2 separate regions of the Mus musculus genome follow, and region 1 is linked to region 2. Evidence: chromatin contacts called from public promoter capture Hi-C data. All regions are on one chromosome and are shown on one strand. The core of a region is the stretch at or near the end of the contact, and the rest is flanking DNA. Distances in the headings are between cores, read along the strand shown. Region 1 holds the start of Cd40 (CD40 antigen). Region 2 holds the start of Mmp9 (matrix metallopeptidase 9).

What was found. Promoter capture Hi-C pulls out the DNA fragments that hold promoters and counts their contacts.
Region 1: a promoter capture Hi-C map of macrophages shows a contact between it and region 2, with 7 read pairs. The contact joins the promoter of Cd40 here to the promoter of Mmp9 in region 2. A contact is called at or near these places in 4 of 39 promoter capture datasets (embryonic stem cells, hippocampal neurons and macrophages), 24 of 484 Hi-C or Micro-C datasets (the 63-12 cell line, 8-cell embryo, the AML12 cell line and 18 more), 9 of 115 datasets of contacts at active chromatin or transcription factors (bone marrow-derived macrophages, embryonic hindbrain, embryonic midbrain and 3 more) and 4 of 9 other capture datasets (adipose tissue, liver, macrophages and 1 more).

Annotation. Positions count from the first base shown.
Region 1 is chr2:165,053,215-165,057,195 of GRCm38.p6, forward strand. Cd40 (CD40 antigen) reads left to right here and starts at 2,422. Exons shown (of 9, transcript NM_011611.2): 1 at 2,422-2,544. The coding sequence starts at 2,494.
Region 2 is chr2:164,945,435-164,949,827 of GRCm38.p6, forward strand. It overlaps Mmp9 (matrix metallopeptidase 9), which reads left to right and starts at 2,785. Exons shown (of 13, transcript NM_013599.4): 1 at 2,785-2,963; 2 at 3,401-3,630; 3 at 3,849-3,997; 4 at 4,275-4,393. The coding sequence starts at 2,823.

The DNA.
Region 1 (3,981 bases), core at 1,172-3,671, 110 kb after region 2:
ATCTTCCTTTTATCTTGTCTGGTCTGCACCCCATGGGGCAACCCGAAGGCTACTATTTATTCTTTCACACATTAATTTAAGATGCTTTAATTGCCGCTATGATATGTTTTATGTAATATAATTAATGTTTTAATTCTGTTGGACTGGCTTCCCCCAGGCAGTTTTGTGAAGGGCCCAATTTTGGAATCAAGCAAATAAGAAATAAGCAAAAGCTGAAGTTATCTAGCAATGCTTGCCCCACCTCCACCCGCACCCCCACCCCAGCTTCCAGGAATGAAAATCAGACTTGTTGTCCAAAGGGGATGAAACATAGGGAAAGACAGCGTCGTTTTCTCCTCATCCTGGATGTCTTCGGGTGGCTTTAATGGAGACTCCTGGGCCCTGATTTGAGTGTTTCTGGCTATTTTGAATGTGGCCAGCTTGCTTTCTACACAGGAGGCCGCTATAGCTTAAGGTCAATACTGAGACCACCGGCGGTGTGTCTGTCTGGCCATCTTCTTTGTGACAGAGGTTTTTCCTGGGGTGAGAATTGACAACCTATTCACACACTAACTGTGAGGCTCTGAGTTAGGACAGCGGCAGAGGTGACAGGACAGGGGACTCCGGATCAAGGAGCAGACAGTGTAGAGGAACCTGACCCCCCAGGTATGCTCCACTGTCAATCATCTGGCCCTGTGTGCCTCACAAAGGCAAGTTCTTCTGAGACTCTTGGGTATGGAATGAAGATAAATGAAGCTATTACCGTGTCTTTGCAGCAAAGGCTGTGTGGTGGCTTGATTGAGGGTGGAACTATAGGCTCCTATGTTTGAATGTTTGTTCCCAATTAGTGGAACTGTTTTGGAAGATTAGGAGGCGTGGCCATCTTGCAGGAGGTGTGGCCTTCTTGGAGGAGGTGTCTTGGAGGAGGTGTGTTGCTAGGGTTTTGAGGTTTCAAAGGGCTATGCTAGGTCCAATCTCCCTCCACCCTCTCCTACAGCCTGTGGCTTAGGGTGTAAAGCTCTCTGCTACTGCTCCAACGCCATTCCTGTCTGCTTCCTGCCATGATGATCATGGGCTAACCCTCTAAAACTGTAAGCAAGGCCCCCAGTTAAACGCTTCCTCTGTAAGAGTTACTTTGGTCATGGTGTCTTCATAGCAATTGAGCAGCATGGAAGTCAGCCTCCAAGCCTGGGGTTAATGTAGCATGCCTGCCTTCCCCGGCTTCCTTTTTCTTGCAGCCTGCTCCCTCAGCGTGGCTTGGATGTTCAGTTTGCAGGATCAGTATCCCAAGCACTAGCTAGTTCAAGTTCTTGGGAGGGAACTGAGAAGGAGAGTGCCACTCAAGTGAACTCGATGCATCAGACCAGAACCCAAGCCATCCTAGCTGCAGAGCAGATGTGAACTCTGGTTCAAAAATGGTGGTGGTGGTGCGGGAGGCGTGGGGTAAAGACAACCGAACAACCTAGGTTTGATATAAGATCCCACAGGATGGAGGGAGACAACCAACTCCCCGACACCCATATACTCTAAGAGGGGAGGGGGTATGAGGAGGAGGAAGAGGGGAGGAGAAGGAAGAGGGGAGGAGAGGGAGGTGGAGGGGGAGAAATATGAATGATGAATAGTGGGTGGTACTGGGAGAGATGACACCCAGGGTAAGATGCCCGCCATACAAACATGAGAGTTCAGATCCTTTATCTGGAACACCCCTCAGCCTCCACCCCCACCCCTCCGAAAGTTAATGGAGGAATAGGGAGGGTCTCTAGTTTCCTATCATTTCTCAAAGGGCCTTTGACCCTATGAAAGGCTGGTCCGTACACTAAATGCCTGTCTACAGCCTCTGGATGGAGCTGGGGTGGGATAGAAGTCGGTGGAGACACGTGGGTGGCACGCATGGCTAAGAGGATGAGATGCTGTCCCCTACTCGTAGGAATTTCCTTCTCAAGAAAGAGAAACTGGGTAGGGAACTCATTTCCTTGAATCGCCTCCTGGCCCTTCAGCTGTGGTCTTTCCCGTTTTCTGACTTTGCGGTGACACTGGGGACTTCCTTAGACCTCTCTGGAGACGCTTTCGGTTCTGCAGAGATTCCCAGGGGTATTGTGGGTGGGGTGGGGTAACAATAGTGTCCCTGTGGCGCTCCCCAGTCCCTATAGTAATCCTTCACCCCTCTGCTATCTTGCAATCAGGAGAGTCCTTAGCCCTGCTATAGGTGGCTTTTGAGGTCCTGGATGCGAGGAGGGGGACTGGGGGGTGGGTCGGGTAATGTAAGAAAAGGGCTCCTTTTGGGACCCTGGCTCCTCCAGCCACCTTGGTGCCCATCCCTTAAACTCTTGGGGACAATCAGACTCCTGGGAAGGTCCTGGGGAAATCCCTGCTCAGTGACTAGCCATAGGCCCACCGCGATTGGTGCCCGAAGACCCCGCCCTCTTCCTGGGCGGGACTCCTAGCAGGGACTTTGGAGTGACTTGTGGCTTCAGCAGGAGCCCTGTGATTTGGCTCTTCTGATCTCGCCCTGCGATGGTGTCTTTGCCTCGGCTGTGCGCGCTATGGGGCTGCTTGTTGACAGCGGTGAGTGGCTTGTGTTCTAACCTCCAAGGGAGTTAGGGCTTAGAGAGTGAGAGATGGAAAGAGGAAAGAGGAGACAAGACTTTGGAGATGAGAGATCTTCCTACTGGAAGCGGCGGTTAGTAGGATGGGCAAGATCTCTCGCGTCTTGACACACACACACACACACACAAATGAGGTGGGCTGCTCCTCTTTCCTTCCAGAAGGTCGGGGTTCTGTTCCACGAAGCCCACAGGGGAACCTTAGGGAGGGCATTCCTCCACAGCGGTGCCTGGACAGCTTTGTCTGACCCAAGCCTTGGCTCCGGAGCTGACTGCAGAGACTGGAAAGGGTTAGCAGACAGGAAAGCCTGGCTAGGGGGAAGGGCGGGTCTGGCCTGTTTCCTGTCACTTTCCCATTGTGGACAGATGTCTGCCACCTGTGGTTATCTTCTCCTTGCCAGTTGGGGCCACTTTGTCTAGGGAATCTTGTGCGAACAAGACCCCAGGTACTTTTTAGGGAAGAGGTAATTTACTAACCACCATACCCGTATCATAGCTGAGCCAATCTAGAGAAATCCCCAAGTTTGTGCCTCTGCCTCATGAGCTTAAGGTGGTACAGGAGACACCCAGAGGATGAGGAGGAAGAAGAGGAGGAGGGGGAGGAAGAGGAGGAGGGATAGCTTTAGAACCCAAGAAAGGATAAGAGACCAGACTAGGTTTCTCCAGGCACCAGCAGGGCTCAGACCCAATCAAGCGCATCTTGGGGATTTCTAGAAGCCGGCACTTGATTCGCTTTTGGTTTAAATGTATTTCTGCAGTTCCTCATTCTGGAACCTGGGAATCCCCTGACTACCTGAGTCTCAGCCCCTCTCCTCTGGCGAGGCTCCCCTAGCTTTCAGGCAGGGTAGATTCTTTCCGGTTGGTGACAGGGACTTCGGTAACTTCATGGGTTCTGAATTGTCCACCCAGGAAGGTGTCGTGGTTCAGGACTGGCTTTCTGCAGCTGGGACAGTCAGTGCCCTAAGCACATCCCTGTCCATCAGCCAATGTCACCTGTCCATCAGCCAATGTCACCTATCCCAGGTTGGTCTAGTTGAGAATGACCTTTCACATTCTTCTTTTTCTTCTGTTCACGCATGGTTTGTGTATATGCGTACATCTGTGTGGGAACACACGTGTGCTTGCATGCGGTAGCCTGAAGTTCATCTCATGAGTCATCCTTGGACACGGTCCCTTCTTAGTCATCCACACAGGGTCTCAAGCAAACCCAGAGCTCCCCATAGGGCGAGTCTCACACGTCAGCTGGCTCTGGGGACCCTCTGCTTCTGCCCTCTGAAGCTGGAGTTACAGGGAGGCCACTACAAAGACCTGGTGTTTGCACGTGTTTCTGGAGATCAGAATTCTGGCCCACCCATTTATATGGCAAACACCTTGAGAGCTCAGTCATCTCTCTTGTCCT
Region 2 (4,393 bases), core at 1,535-4,034:
GACACACCACGTAGACATGACATATATGTGACATACAACACAGATGACATATGGCATAGATGTGACATATAACAGATGTAACATACCATACAGATAGGACATACATACATACATACATACATACATAGATGTGACATATAACAGAGCCATGGCATAGTGCATAGACATCACATCCACATGTTCAGCATCCTTAACGCAGTTGCTGGCAAGATGGGAATACTGCATAGATTCCTCTGAAGTTCTTGTCTGTCACCTCGATGAAGATCAGGATGGGAGGTCCTCTTATTTTGTTTCCATTTCAAATCTTGTATTAGTCTTTGGCCCCACAGTCCCAGGTCTGTAATATGGTTACCCTGGGACCCTGTCTTCAGCATGTGACCCCTCAAAGTCCTGAGCCTCCAGCCTTATCGTACTAAGGTAGCAGGGGAAGAGAAGGGTTCAGGTGGCAAAGCCCTGGAAACCCACCCATTTCATTCACCTGTACTCTGATCCGCTCCGTCCCCACAGCAGATGAGAATCTTGTACCCTGGCTCTCTGGTTTTTTTTTGGTTTTTTGTTTTTTCGAGACAGGGTTTCTCTGTATAGCCCTGGCTGTCCTGGAACTCACTTCGTAGACCAGGCTGGCCTCGAACTCAGAAATCTGCCTGCCTCTGCCTCCCAAGTGCTGGGATTAAAGGCGTGCACCACCAGATCACGGGGACCTGAGATCATGGGCAAGTCCCTTGACTGCTCTGAGTTGAAGTTTCCTATTCCAGAAAAGCCAGAGTTACCTCCCAAACTAACCTTGTTAGCCAGGCATAGTGTGCACACCTATGACACAGCGCTTGGGAGGCAGAGGCAGGGGATGGGAGTTCAGCACAAGCCTGACTTCCAATTGGACTTTGTCTCAATAGATGGAGGGTGGGCTGGGGAAATGGCCAAGTGGGTCAGAGCATTCATTGTAGAAGCAGGAGGACCCGACTTCGGAGCTACAACATCCACGTAAACAGCTGGGTGCGGCACCTACTTGCTCACCTCCAACACTGACAGATGGAGACTCTGAGACAGGGTTACCAAGGCTTGCTGGCGGCCAGCCTGGCTGCAAATCCCTGGGCTCTTAAGTTTAGGGAGACTCTGCCTCAAAGGAACAAAAGGAAAGATGACAGAGGGGGACAGCCAACATCTCCTCTTGCCTTGGCAGTCATGGATGTGTGTCCCTGCACACACACATATGCACACACACACACAAACACACACACAAACACACACACACAAACACACACACACACACACACACACACGCACACACACACACTAAAACAAATTAACAAACAAAAACAAGGACTAGGAACAGCTCAGTTGTAGAGTACTTGCCTAGCATGTGTGAGACCCTAGAGGCTTGGGCATACACACACACACACACTCATACACAGACACAGACTCACATATGGACACACACACAGTCTCACACATATGGGATAGCAATATATAGGAGAGTTTTGTAGAGAGCGTATCACAACGTCCAACACAATAAATCAAAAAAGTGAATGATCACTGCGGCCTGGAGGTGAAATGCCTTGCCCAAGGTGGTTGGGAAATGACGAGGTTGGGAAATGGTAGACCCAGAACTGCAATTCAGTGCTGGAGCTCACCAGTGAGAAGCATCTAAGAGAAGCTTGGGAGAACACCCAGCTCTCTCTCTCCGGCTCACAGGTCTGTTCGTTGGGAAGCACATGAAGGTCTGGGCACACAGGAGGCTTAGTCAGAACAGCTTGCTGAAGACAGATCAAGGCCCTGCTCCACCATGGTGGCAGGCGAGGAGGATGGAAGGCCGGGGGCTGCCGGCTGTTGGCAAGACTGTGCCAAAGCTTTCCTGAGTGGAGCAGGGCAGGGCTGGAGGAGGGGAAGGGTCCATGACGATCTCACAGCTCGGGAGAGGAAGGTGTTTGCCCCATCCAGGTCACCCCAAGGCTTAGAGCCAAGACCCCAGTCTCCTAATTTCCAATCACAAACCTGACACCATCAACTGAGGTCTCGTGAACACTGCTGAAAGTGGTTTTTCTGTGTTTCGAGAGTCTCATTTTATCCTCAGATCAATATAGGGACAAAGGCTTGAGCGACAAAGGGTCTGTTTTTGTTCTTTAAACAGAAGAGGAAGGATAGTGCTAGCCTGAGAAGGATGAAGCTTCTGCTTGCTCCCACATGTGTGTGTCCCCCCGCCCCCCAGGCTCATCTTTCCTTCCCCAAGGAGTCAGCCTGCTGGAGCTAGGGGTTTGCCCCATGGAATTCCCCAAATCCTGCCTCAAAGAGCCTGCTCCCAGAGGCCAGGAGAGGAAGCTGAGTCAAAGACTCTATCAGGGGGCGGGGATGAGAGGATAGAACCTACAGTGTGGGGATGGGCTCCAGGCTGCACTCTGGCCAGGGAGGGGGTGTCTCAGAAGCCCAAGGAAGAGGGGTCTCGGGCCTCAGGTCTCCCAGTCTTTTACTGGGCTGATCAGTCAGGGCCGTCAGACCTAGGGCTAGGTGAATGCCCCATCCTGCACACCCTCCTTCCCTTTCCCACAAAGTCTGCAGTTTGCAGAAACTAAACCCTGAGTTCTGTGGTTTCCTGTGGGTCTGGGGGTCCTGCCTGACTTGGCAATGGGGGACTGTGGGCAGGGCATAAGGGAGGGGGTAGTGTAAACACACACACACACACACACACACACACACACACACACACACACACACACACGCTGAGTCAGCATAAGCCTGGAGGGGAGGGGCGGGGTCACTGATTCCGTTTTACTGCCTCTTTAAAATCTCTGCAAAGGCAGCGTTAGCCAGAAGCTGCGGTCCTCACCATGAGTCCCTGGCAGCCCCTGCTCCTGGCTCTCCTGGCTTTCGGCTGCAGCTCTGCTGCCCCTTACCAGCGCCAGCCGACTTTTGTGGTCTTCCCCAAAGACCTGAAAACCTCCAACCTCACGGACACCCAGCTGGCAGAGGTAGACAGATGGCTCGGTGGATAGCTGAGAAGGGCTGGTCAGGAAGATGTCCCCCTCTCCCAAGGAATGGGGCCTCAGATATGCTTTCTGGATTTGGGGGTGATGGGCATGTCTGCCAGGGTTAGGCAGTAGGGGGTAGGTGGTCTGGAGGCTCTGGGCAGATTCGGGTCTGTTGGAGGGACAGATTGGGTTCGGCTTCGAAGGGTTGTGACATGGCGCAGGTTGGCAGTGAACAGTTAAACTCTAGTGGGGCTGAGGGGTAGGCATGGTTTATATCATCTGAGGTCGAGGTGTGATGCTGTCCTCAGGATAGGGGAATTCTAGCTGTGTAGGAAGAACTGGTGTCCTGGCCGTAGAGTCCCTAAGCATGTGGCCCAGAGGTCCAGAGCCAAGGTGCCAGAACTCTGTGATGTCTCTGCCCCTTCCTCCATCCACAGGCATACTTGTACCGCTATGGTTACACCCGGGCCGCCCAGATGATGGGAGAGAAGCAGTCTCTACGGCCGGCTTTGCTGATGCTTCAGAAGCAGCTCTCCCTGCCCCAGACTGGTGAGCTGGACAGCCAGACACTAAAGGCCATTCGAACACCACGCTGTGGTGTCCCAGACGTGGGTCGATTCCAAACCTTCAAAGGCCTCAAGTGGGACCATCATAACATCACATACTGGTGAGATGTCGGGCTAGAAGCAGGTGCCTGGGTGGGACTGGAGGCCAGTTTGCACCTCCGGTTAGCTGAACACAAGGGATCCTTAGCAATACAAGTTCCGAGAGAGGCTGCAGCCCTGTGTGTTTTGAAGCGATCGTGGTGTAGCTGCTGCCCCGCCCACCCCCATTTGTAATCCGTGCATGCCCGATCCCCCATCGACGCTGGCTTTTCACCTCCAGGATCCAAAACTACTCTGAAGACTTGCCGCGAGACATGATCGATGACGCCTTCGCGCGCGCCTTCGCGGTGTGGGGCGAGGTGGCACCCCTCACCTTCACCCGCGTGTACGGACCCGAAGCGGACATTGTCATCCAGTTTGGTGTCGCGGGTGAGAATTCCCGGGCTGGGCAGGCTATGGGAGGGACGACCACGGACAGAGTAGAAGGGACAGCAGATCTGTCCGCTCTTATGCCTGCCCCACAATCCCTAGTCGCTGCTTCCACAAATGACCTCCCCCAACCCCCAGCGGCTTTGGAGTCGCAGTCACCTCTTCTCAAAGTCTGGTGCGCTGCTCAGCGGGAGACACAGTCGCTTTCAGTCTCTTGCCCTTAAAGAGAGCAAAGTGTTGCTGATTGAGTCCCTTCCTCTCCGATGGCCTCTTGCAGAGCACGGAGACGGGTATCCCTTCGACGGCAAGGACGGCCTTCTGGCACACGCCTTTCCCCCTGGCGCCGGCGTTCAGGGAGATGCCCATTTCGACGACGACGAGTTGTGGTCGCTGGGC